Linked DNA regions of Athene noctua: region 2 is linked to region 1. Evidence: chromatin contacts called from public Hi-C data. All regions are on one chromosome and are shown on one strand. Each heading gives the region's core, a stretch centred on a gene start, on an enhancer-like site or on the middle of the called end of the contact. The rest is flanking DNA. Distances are from core to core; before and after follow the strand shown. Region 1 holds the start of RER1 (retention in endoplasmic reticulum sorting receptor 1). Region 2 holds the start of PRKCZ (protein kinase C zeta).

What was found. Hi-C and Micro-C count contacts between places; a contact is called where the count stands out from the background.
Region 2: a Hi-C map of heart shows a contact between it and region 1, with 3 times the contacts expected there. The contact joins the promoter of PRKCZ here to the promoter of RER1 in region 1. A contact is called at or near these places in 2 of 2 Hi-C or Micro-C datasets (heart and liver).

Annotation. Positions count from the first base shown.
Region 1 is chr22:1,948,181-1,954,319 of bAthNoc1.hap1.1, forward strand. RER1 (retention in endoplasmic reticulum sorting receptor 1) reads right to left here and starts at 3,229. Exons shown (of 7, transcript XM_074924633.1): 1 at 3,144-3,229; 2 at 1-10. The coding sequence starts at 5.
Region 2 is chr22:2,340,802-2,346,940 of bAthNoc1.hap1.1, forward strand. PRKCZ (protein kinase C zeta) reads right to left here and starts at 2,857. Exons shown (of 19, transcript XM_074924605.1): 1 at 2,536-2,857; 2 at 1,517-1,721. The coding sequence starts at 1,587. CFAP74 (cilia and flagella associated protein 74) reads left to right here and starts at 3,080. Exons shown (of 41, transcript XM_074925014.1): 1 at 3,080-3,359; 2 at 4,099-4,293; 3 at 5,463-5,573.

The sequences.
Region 1 (6,139 bases), core at 1,979-4,478:
GACATGATTGCTGTGGAAACAGAACAGGATACACAGATAACGTTTAAAACAAAAATCTAAGCTCTATAGTAGTGAAGCTTTACAGTACTTTATTTGAACCAGCATTTACATATGATACTCTTTTGGATTGCTGTTTGAAACAAATTGTGCTTAATGAAATATTCTTAAAGAGAGGACATTTATTCCAAAATAAATTAATTTCCAAAATAAATTGTCAAGAAAGCAAAGAACAGGTTATTTTACAAAGGCAAGACAGGATCCAATCCATTTTAGGGAGGGGGAGGAAAAAAAGTCCATACAGAAATGCAGGAATGAGCCTCATTAGACATCTTCACCTTGATAAGGCAGGAGCTGAGTTATAACATCTAAGCATTGAGATATGAACTGCAGCACCACCCTCCTGTCACCTCAGATTCTAAAGGCAAAGAACAAAACCAAAATAAATATTTTCTTTAAAGCTGCTTAGGATTTTTAAATACTGAGTAATTAGACAGCGAAGAAGTTTAATTTCAGGACTCCGTACACCAGTGGTTACAGACTAAATTCTACCTAATTACCTAAACCAACACACTGGCCACTGCTAGAATTATTCAATGAGTTTATCTCCCTCTTGAACGTGAAGAGCTCAGCAGTCACAAAAAAAAGTTTTATGCATTAGCAAAACTGTGTAGTAAAAGGGCCAGGATTCTGAACTCAGGTGAAAACATTAACAAAAGGAATTATTTTTTAGTATATGCTCTGCTACCAAATTAAGATCTTATTTTACTTTTCAGTTAAGCTCAGCTAAGTTTTACAGTTCACTCCAAGATATAAACCAAACAAAATAAAATGGATTCTAAACAGAAACATTTTTGCCACATCACCAAAAGGAATCCCTGACATCACTTCCTGGAGTCCTCATCGGTGGGTGGGACTCCATAGCTGGGATAGTGGGAGTACTCTCAGCCCTGTATTAATACCTCAGGAGCCTCAGATGACAATAAAGACACACGAAACATGACTCAATCAGAAAAATGTAAATTATCTTAGATGCTGCAATACAGTAACTGTTGCAAAAAGTAATTTGAGACCAATGACAATGTGGGGAGACAGAGAACCTTAACGTTATCTATTTTTTCTGTAAACATCTATAAACTACATACTATGGCATAATTAGTAAGTAGAAAAAAAGGAGTTCTATTACACTTCAAAAGATAAGGGCATTCATTATGGGGCTTCAGGAGCTGCAGTCCACTTTAATTCAAGCTATAGCTAGAAAAAATCAAATCAAAACTCATACAACACAGATACAGACTTTTTCAACATAGGCAAAAGGAACCAATTATTATTCTCTCCATTCACTGCACTGCAGAAGAAAAGTTACTCAGCATTATTAGTCAAGCATAATTTTATGCTTTAGTCTGGGTTTTTTTTGAAATGTCCTGAAGTATAAAACCATGACAAAGATATTGAATCTATTAATCAGATAACAATTCTCTGAAAACCATGAACATAAGAATTCTCCTAATATCAAAATTAATTTTACAGATACCTCCATAACAAATGCGGGCTATAAGTACACCTGACATTACAATCTTCTAAATGTTAACTTATGCAAATCAAATGAAGAATCATGCATGTAAGGCTACTGATGGCTTTATGACAGAATAGGCATTTTGCTTGGTATAAAAAGTGACATTGTATGTGATCATGTGATTTTTTTTAATTGTACGTACAGCTCTTCCATAGCAGACCAAGAAATACAACCAGCTAAGACTGTCTTAGTGAAACTCTCACCAGCTCAGTTTAAGTAGCATAGACTGAAGTGTATCGCATGACACAGTTTAGAAGTTAATATTTCTTATCACATTAAAACTTTACTGAAAGAATATCTGTATTTAGACGATTATCAAGAAAAGCAGTCTTTGGCACTTCTTTGAAGATAGTTTACAGTTAAGAACAGAAGTCAGACCTCACTGGTTTAAGGGAATAATTAAATCTAAACAGCAGCAATCCCCCTTCCATAATGTAACATAAGACTTTACTGTTCAACATAAGGAGTTATGATAAGCCTTCAGCCATTTCCCTAAAGCCAATTATCGGAAAGATATACAAAGATTACTATAACAAACAATTGAGTAGGTTGCTACTAGTGGAATATGGACTGCTTCTAAAACTAGACCATATCAAAATGGTTTTCTCTGCTGAAAAATACAAACTAGGCAAGTGCATGACTTTTAACAACTATGTTTTCTACCACAATTGTTATGGTACTATCATTACAAATGCCACTGCACTGCTGAGTTCTTAAAAAGGACAAGACCTGGGGCAGTAAAGGCATTTAAGTTATGACTCACATCATCACATACAGAGAAGTACAGAATTTTTAAACAATACTCTGATTGATAAAGATTTTTCTTAAATTTGAAATAGAAATGAAGCTTATAACTACCAAAACCATATTACTGCTCACACAAGTTTCCTTATTCATAGAGAAAACGTCAGAAGAGCAACACCAATGCCATTTATTAAGAACAGGGTGAATGGACAACCGCAGGAAAATGACCCGTTGGTTGCGCAAAACGGGTTTTTATCCTAAAAAAGTCACCGCTTCGCTTTACCCGTTACAACAGCAGCCCGGCCTGTCAGAAACTCCCAACTGCCTGAACGGCAGCACCCGCGCTCCCTGCATTTACCCGGAAACGCGGAGTTCACGTACCCTGAGCGCTACCTAAGGCGAAACGCTGCGGGCCAACAGCAATACAAGACACTCTGGAAAACCGCAAAGCTTTTGGCACTGTTCTGGCACAGAAGCCAGAACGAGAGGCCCGAGAGGGGCCCGCTAAGGCGAGGAGGGCCCGGGACCAGCACCAGGGCGGACAGCGGCTTGGCGGGAGGTAAGCAAGCCCTGCGGCAGGCCCAGGCAGGCCGGCCCAGCGCGCCCAGCAGCAGCCGCGGAGCCGGCGGGCAGCGACCGGCAGCGCGGCCCACAGGAGCGCCTAGGCCGAGGCCGGAGAAGCCCCCGCGCTCCCGGAGGAGCCCCTCGCTCGCCCGGGGGCTGTCACCACCTCCGCCCCGCCAGCCCGGAGGCGCAAGGTCCCCCCGCTCTCGCCCGCGGCCCCGGCCGGGCCCTGAGGCGCCGACACGGGGCACCAGCTACTCACAGCCGCCCAAGCCGGGTCCTTCCTTCCGCTCCCCCTCCCCCCTACTTCCACAAACCCAATATGGCGGCACTGGCGGCGACTCAACTTCCGCTCCCGGGGCGGAAGGGGCGGGATAAAGTGTCGGTACTGCCTCGCCATTGGCTCTGAGGGCGGAAGTGGGAGGTGCCGCGGCGCCGAGCGGTAAGGCGGGAAGTGGTGCGTGTGAGGCTGGGGAGCGGCGGCTGCCGTGGCGGTCCCGGCTGCAGGCGGTGGCCGCCGCGCTACCGCCAGACGAGGCGCGTCCTCAAACCCGCTCTGCGGGCGGGACGCAGCCCGCGAGGCCCGGGGCCGCCCTGCGCGGCCGTTCCGCTTCCCTCAGGGAGCGCCCCGCCCCTCGCTCCCGCGCAGCCAATGAGGCTGCTGCGGTGGGCGGTGCCTGCGCCTACGCGCGCGGGCGGTCCCTGAGGGGTTGGGCGGGAAGGGCCGGGCGCGAGCTCCTGCCATTTTCTCATTTTCCCGCCTCTCCGCGGGCGGGAAGGAGCCGTTCCCGGGCGGGCCCCGCCGCGGCGCCGCCTCAGCCTGGAGGGGCGAGGACCAGTCTCCTTACGGCCGCCAAGTCCGGTCTCTTGTTAAGCCCGCGCTTCTGGGTGTAAGCTAACGTAAATACAAACGCTTTTCCTCTCGTGGGCTGGCTTTATTTTCTACGCTGTTGGTTTATGCAAAGGTCGCGTAGTCGCTAACGCTTTAGCTTCTGGCTGTAGCCTGTAGCGCTTATAATGACCGTTAGATATTTAAGAACCTGAGTTCCCCTTACATTGTAAAGTGAGTATAAATAGTAAGCAAAATAATATGTTTATCTTCACCTGAATGTTGTTTATACTGAAATTATAACATAAGTATTCCTGAGTAAAATGAACGCTTTTACTTTTGATTTACTGGTTACTCAGTGTTCAGTCTAGCCTTTCTGGGTTGCTTAAGTAATTTCAGTTGTTTTTCTTTAAACACGATGGGCAGGGGTGTGTGTGGAGGCCTCAAGTGAGTCTTGTCAGAGGAATCAGGGCCTGTTGGGTGTTCTCAGGGTCCTGACCTGAGGGGCATAAATTAATTGAGCTTGCAACAATATTTTTTCATTTATTTTTGGCATAATAGGGTCATTTGTTGTCTTTAAATCTTTTGCATGCTGTAAGGCAGAACAAGAAGGTAACAGATCCCTCCCTTTTTACAAAGTACAGTAAATTACTACCTGTAAAACTAGCATAGCTGTAGAATTTACAGACTGCTGTGGGAGTCAGATTCTTGACTTCAAGAGTTTTAATAACTTACTCCATTCTGTTCTGTTAGAGCCAAGAGGGAAAAATTTAATTTCAAGGCTTTACGATTTCTGCCTTGTAAATACTTCGTAAATTCTTTCAGTTGGAGTCCGTGTTTGGGTGTTAAAATGGTAAATTTGAAGTCTAAAGCATGTGAAGGTGCTGACAATGCATAGATATAAATTTAATCATATAAAGGAGAAAAATGTGAGACTTTCAACTTTTGACTGCAGTTGAGAACAGAAGTGGACATTTGTCTGTTAAAAGGGGTTAGAAGTATTGTTTTATTTTCTAGATCAGGACAAGCTGTTCTTTAAAGACGGAAGTTACTTTGAGGGCAGGTTTGTCAATGGAGAAATTATAGGGAATGGATTTCAATATTGGGTCTTGACAGGTGAGCCAATAACTATTACACGCCTTTTTAAAAAAAAAAAAATCTCTATCCCCTTAAATTCTGAAACGTGAATATAGCAGCCAAACTGATTTAGCCCAACTTATCAGACTTCCATGATGTTTATTGGAGAGGTACGGTTTTTGTGTTTTCTTGTTGGCCTCTCAGTGTAGTCTGGGTTAACTTCTAGTCGTCTCAGAAAGCTAGTCAAATGTGTTTAATGGTAGAAACCAGAAACACGTATCATCAATTTGTGATAACGTCTCAGTCCTTCAAAGATGCACACATGTGCAGACTCGTGTTTATATGAAGTGCTCCACAAGATCAGGCCAAAGATGTTAGAGAATTTGAATAAGCTATCCATTAGGGAGGGGTATCTCATGCCTGATTCACCAAGGGAACATTTCAGTGAATTCATTCTCCTGTAGTATCCTGAGCAGAAGGAAGTTCTTTGATTAAAGCACTGTCCCAGTAAATTGCTCCAGAAAATAATTTCTCCTCTTTCTGTTTATTCCTGTACAGGTGAGTTGGTGACTTCTTCACCTGCCTAACCACAACAGGCAGTAAGGCTGACAGAAAATAAAGGGTGACCACAAGGAATACAGTGTATTATATAAATAAATCGGGTAAATACTTGACAGAAAAATAGTTATCTGTTGCTCTAAAACCACACATACATCAGGAAATTCACAGTACAGTACTCCTAGTGCTAAGCAGCTGATTTTTCAAGCTTTGACATGGAAGATTTTAATGAGTACATGCCATCAAAAAGCTGTTAAGGTGACTGTGAAATTCAAGTACCTTTATACATTCCTTAACCATAAAAGAACATATTATGAATCTTTCCTCTTTAACACCTCACTCAGTTTTAAAAACCAGAAGGATTATTAGTTTTAAAATGAAGCCTGAATGAGCATGTTTATAGACTTTATTCTAGACAGCATTTGTAAAACAGTAGTTACTAATTACAGACTTCTAGTCTTTTAGAATGTATTCTGTCTGTGCTCTGTAAGTCACTGGTGAACCTTAAATACATAAAAAAAACAACTTTGATAGATTGTTGGGTTTTTCTGTTTAATTTTCTTATCTGTTTGGTTTAAGGGAACACATATTCCAGTCAGTTCCTATTTGGAAATTCCATGGATGCAAAGTCTTGCAATGTAAAGATGGTGGGAAATACAAAGGAGAGTTCTACGAAATGAGAGAAGGTAAGTTAGACACTTTGAGTAAGCTTTATTTAAAATTTACCGTGTCAAGACTGAACAGACGCATTTATGCTGCATAAATACAATTACTTAATTTGATTTTTCGAAGAT
Region 2 (6,139 bases), core at 1,607-4,106, 390 kb after region 1:
ATTGAAGGCCAAGTAGAACCAGATACATTTTCATATTAATTTATGAGAAAACTACTGGCATTTACCAAATTAATACAATTGCTCTAGAATTCTAAACTCAGGACCTCAAACTACTTGGCATTGACCTGGTAGACAAGTTTAACAAGAAAGTACTTTGTTTTCAATAAGATTTGGTGGAGTGACTTTAATAATTACATGACATTTAATTCAAAACAGCATTCTTCTACACCACAATATAAGAATAACCACAGTAGTAGCAACATTTACTTACTTAGCAGTAGAACATCAGAAAAGATGACTCAGGTCACTTAACAAATGCCAGTAAATTCAGTCTAAATACTTCAAATCAAGTCTAAGGATTTACTTAAACTTATGCCTTGGAGAAAGACAGGAGAGACCAAAACAACATTCATTTACAACGTCCTCACAGTAGCAGCAAACCAATTAAACACATTTGAAAAACCAAATTTCACGCTGAAGTAATAAGATCTTCCTGACTCCACTGACAACTGACTGAATGTCATAAAGGACCATGACTTTTTATATTGCCTTAAATCAGAGCTGCAAAAATAAGCATCATGAAGATAACTGAAGCAGCTCTGTTACCATCCCATCGCCCTTCAAGCTGCATTAGTCAAATTACTGGGAAAAGAACAGGGAAAGTCAGCTATCAAAAATTAAATGTCAAACTATACAAGAGTTTACTTTTAGTATTTATTCACAACAGGAAACAAATATTGTGGGTTTGATTTATTATTTTTTTTTAATCACTTAAAACCGAGTCTTCAAACAGCTTGCACAGGTTCATCTAAATTTACTGGTAACTTGCAATGTAAACAAAATTCCCTCACTTCTCATATTTACCTAAATAATTCCTTCTAAAATTTCTATAAAACAAATTAAAAAAGGCAAAAACAATGGCACCCACTTACCAAGACTTAAAATATCTATCCACAAAGAAACACCCCCTTTAACTTCAAGACATAAGTGCTGTAATATAAAATAGTATCTAAAAATCCCCCCTAGAAAAGGATTCTTATTAATCATTACAGGTTTTCTCCCAAAAAGCACAGTCACAAACTGACATCTGTAAATGGAAACCTGTACTTCAGAGTCTCCTGCTGATTTCAGCAGCAACTTGTAGAGTTCATTATGTGAGATTTACCATTTCTTTATGTAATACAAGAGATGGATCTACACTTGCCTGTGACCACCAACACTTGTAACCAAACAGGAATCGATAACCCATCAACCCAGAATAACTGCAGGCCCGTTCTGCACATTCTCTCCCCTTTCAAGAGAAGAATAAACTACCAATCCTTTTCCACAATCAGCATGCTGCAGGAGTCTGGACGGTATTTCAACAGCCCAGAAGTTTACCTACCTGATCTGACATTAATTGCAAATCCACCAGTGCCCTGGTTACTCTATCACTAGGTCAGACTACGAACTCCTGCTCAGTAGGCTTCAGAATTAAGATGGGACACAATATAAAGGAGAGAACATGCTGACTTACCCACTATAGTGTGCTTTTACTCTGATGAAGTCTTTGTTCAAGCCAATTTTTGAGCCCATTCTGCTAGGCATGGTCTGTATTTAGCACTCCGAATAAAATGATAAATATATAGTAATAAGTTCATTCAAGACAGGTAACATTTAATTCTGAAGTGAACAGCTCCACATGTGAAATGTGTTTCTCCTCTGGATGATTTTGAATCCAGCTGCATAGAAAGAAAACCAGAATACAGATGAATATACACACACACTACTAAATAAACAAGTTGTGTCAAATTTTATAAACACAAATAGCTTTACATAGAACAGCAAGAAATCCCAAGGAAAACACACAAGACCATTGATCTGCACAGAAATTAAACGAGATCAGTTAAAAAATACACCTGTAGTTCAGTTTTACAGAAATATCCCAAGCACTTAAGGATGTGTCTTAATAAAACATTCAACAGTTCCCTCTTGGCCAAAAGTACTGCAAAGAAACCTTTATTTATTCTTCAACACTGTTTCTGGCTCTTTTCTTCCAAAGAGTGAAGTATTTTAATTCAAAATAGGTTTTTATACACAGGGAAGACTACTATCAATTCACGTTAGTTACAAGTTTACCCAAGAAAGGCAGCAAAGAACTCCTAGGGCAAGTTAAGTTACCTTTACAACTGGAGACTGACAAACACCTTGTTTACTCAAGATTACCGCCACCTTCCCATGAAGGTGTAAACACTGAGGCAGGTCCCTAACCCCCCGCTCCAGCTGGGGAAGCGGGGACAGAGGTCCCAGGGCGAGACCCCAGAATTCGGCCTCCCGCCCCGTCCCCTCCCGCGGGGTCAGGAGGCACACGCAGACCCCTCCTGTCCGACCCCAGGGACCCCCCCTCAGCGCCGGAGACACGGACACAGCGGCCGGGAGGCGACACCGTCGCTCGGGTCTGGGTGGCGCCGGCACTTCCCAGGCGGCTGCCGCGTTCCGTGCCGGGACAACGGGCTCCCCCCGCCCAACGCCTCCGGGACTGCCCCTTCCTCCTACCTGCTCCGGCCGAGGGAGGCCCACGGGTCCCGCTTCTCTCCTGCTCCGCGCACCCACCGAGAGCAGGCGGCGCTCCCCGCCCGGGGCCCGCGGCTCCGGACGCGTCCCCGCGGTGCTCGGCTACACCTCCACGGCCCGAAAGTTGCTCAAAGTCCCGCCAGGAAGTTCAGGGAGGGGCCCCGGCTCCCCGCCACCTTCCCTGCGGGCGGGACCCCGGAGAAGAACGATGAGGAGAGGCGAGAGGCTCCGCTGCCCCCTCGGGCGGGGCCCCCCCGGCCGCTGCCCCGCCTCAGCACCCCGCTCCCGCCAGCGCCGGCGCCACCGCGCCGAACATGGCGGACTGAGGAGCTTAGCGCCCGCAGCCAATAGCACACCTCCTACACTACCTGCCAGCCAATCGCAAGCTCCGACTCACCTGGAACCAATCCCTAAAAAGGATCCCGCCCACCCGCGACCAATCATAAGCCGGGAACCGTTACCTGGGCAGTAAGGGGAGTCTCAGCCAATCAAAAACGAGCGAGGACGCGGTAGGGGTACACCTGCAGCCAATGGGAGCGGGCAGCGCCAGGCGCGGGCGGGCGGCGGCCGAGGGGCAGGTGCGGGGGGCAGCGCCGGGCCCTCCCCCCCCCCCCCCGGGCCGCTCCCGCCCTTCGCCTCGGCCCCGCCGCGGAGTTTCGGCGCCCGCGCAGCGTCTCCGCGCCCCGGGAGGCGGCAGCGCCGTGGCGGGAGGAGGCCCCAGGCCCGAGAGGAGAGGCGGGGGCCACCGCCACGGCGCTGGGGGGGGGTTGGTGCCTCTACCCGCCTCGGAGCTCTCTGGAGAGGCTGTGAGTTGTCCCGCCTGCCGCAGGCCTGTGGCTTCCCGGGGTGGGCTCGCCCTCGGCGGGAGGAGTGAGGGAGCTTGGGTGGCGGCGGCGGGATCCCCCGGACTCCCCGGCGAGCGGCGACCCGCGCCGGGCCGGCGACAGGGACCGCGGGGCCGCCTGAGGGCCGGGCCGGGGCGGTGCTGAGGCGAGGGGCGGAGCGGAGCCCGGGAGAGGCGGCGGCTGCCCGGCGAGTCCTGAGGAGGAGGAGGGGGTCTTTGCCGTGGTCTTCCACAGGCGCAGTGATCGCTCTCTTTATTTAAAAAATAAAATAAAATAAAAGCCCACCCCAAAACAAATACCCTGCCCGCACCCCCCGCAGCAGCCCGGCTGCCGCCTCCGGAGCTGTCGGCGTTGCTTCCTGGGAAGGCTCCACTTCCACGGGAGTGTGATCTGCCACGAGCGTAAATGGAGCATCCAACCTTCGGGGCCTTCCTTCCAAAGTGTTAAAGCGTGGAAACTGCGGCCAAGGTAGTAAGGAGGAAATAAAATATCAGCGATGGACTTCTGAGGGGCCAGAGGGGGCCAGAACACCAGCGGAATACGCTGTGTTAGTGTTCTTGAATGAACCGCAATTTCACGAGAGGAAGTCTGTGAAATGGTTAATGCCCTGAACTTTATAAAGGTGGTTTTGTTGTTGCTGTGGTTTGTTGTTGGTTTTTTTTTTCCCCTAATGATACTTTAATCTTTTGCTTTCAAATAGTGAATCAGCTGTGATTGAAGCAAAGCCACCTCCTGCGTGAAGGAGACCGGGGCTTTGCCTGTTCTTCAGATGAAGGCGTGGGATAGTTAACTCGGAGAGTCCTCTAGTGGAAATGCTGCTTGTACTGGTCAAACAGCTGGTTTCCTTCTCTCTCTTAAAACGGTTTTCCAAGCAAGCAAGCTATCCGAGCAAAAGGTTTGCTTTGGGGCTTTTGTTGATCTATTTATGCCTGCCATTTGCCAACAGTAACCCACCAACTCTGAAAAATAAACCTAACCAAGGTGTCACAGCTATTAGATTTTTTTTTTGGACTACCTGGAGTTGAGCAGTCATATCTCTATTTTAAAAATGGAAGAAAAAAAAAAAAATCCTTAGTCTCCTGCTGTTACTTTGTGTACACCTACATCAAATTCTTTTTAGACAGCATGTATCGCTTTCACAGGATCTTTATGGGGGGTTGTGGGTGTGTGTGTGTTGGTGAGTTTGAATCCATATAGCCCTGAGCCTTCTTTTGGTGTTTCTACAATCTTCCAGAACACAAATAAATAATAGTTAACACTAGTTTAAGTAGCAGTAAAGTGGCAAAATGTATTCCCATCAGTCTAGATGTTTTCTCCACACCAAGGAAATCCATCAAATGGTTTAATTTATCAGTCTGCAATCTGAATTGTTCGTGGATCCACTGTTAATTTTATCTGAGTGGAAGCTGTCAATATGGTTTCAAAATGGGACCTTAAATCTTCATGTGTTCTCAATTTCCTCTGCTTAAAATGGAGAACATTATGTAAGATATGTCTACAAACATAATCAAAGCTTGACTTTGATCTCCCTGTCGTGTCATTAGACAACGTCAGGCCCTTGAGTTGTTGGATTGGCTGATAAAAGGTAGTGCAGTTCTTCAGAATTGTGATTTGAGGCTTTCTGTGTTTTATTGTTGTTATTTTTTCCTAGAACAGCTTACCGAGGACAAAAGATTAGGTACATTTTCAGTGCTTGAAGAAAATCTCAAAAATAATATTTTTACATCTTGCCTAGATCTGTTGTAGTTGATCACTTGGTGCTAATGCTGTTATTTTAGAAGTCTTACTTTGAGTTGGTTTGTATTTTCTTATATTCCAAGACTGTTTAAACACTTGAATTTCTTAATAGATACTTCCCACTTCTGGGCAGATGGCATTTTTTGGAGAGGATATCAGCTTTGCTCGGTGCATTAGCTAATAAGGTTGTAAATAGTTTGAAAACGCAACATATTGTATAATCATTGTTTCTGGCATTATGTTTTTGAAACACAGTCAACTTCTGTCCTAGAGCTGTAAATCCAGAGTGTATTCCTGAGCTTTTTTTTTTTTCCTTTTTTAATCTAGATGGCACAGCATTGCACTTTTATCTTCTACTAAACTACCCTCAGCTTAATAAAATGTTGCAATTATGCTGTCCACTACACCTAGTTTTGAAGAACTGACAGGCTCCTACAGGTAATTTAATTTAATTTTATTCCAGGTTTAAATGAGATGTTTATTGCATCTAAAATTTTACTATTTTTAAATTTTTTGTTATCTCTTGGTATCAGAACTTTGAAGAGCAGGCTATGAAGTGAACTGATCTGTTTGAGAAAGAGAAAGGTTAAAAAAGGTTTTTTCAAGTATTTCTGTTCTGTTTTCAAAGTAAGTCCTACCATATCCAGTGGGATTTTCCCATTCTTGCATTCCTTTCTTTATATGATGAGCGCTGACAAATCACAAATATCTGTCACATGGCCTAAAAGAATTTTTTAAGAGGTGGGATAATAGTGATTTCCTTCCTTTATTGGTAATTAAATTCTGTGAGAAAGAAGGAAGAGCTCCCTCCTGCTGGGAATAGCCATGACGATTTACCTTTCTGGGTTGGTTTTTTGCTTGTTTTTTTTTCTTTTTAAAGTTAATGCAGCTTATTAGCAACCAGGATCAATAGCAGGCAGGAGCTGCTGAAGTCTAGTGTAAGTTATCTTAAGGAGAGCATACTTAATTTGCAGAGTGATTAATTTCTTAGTGAAATGCATCAG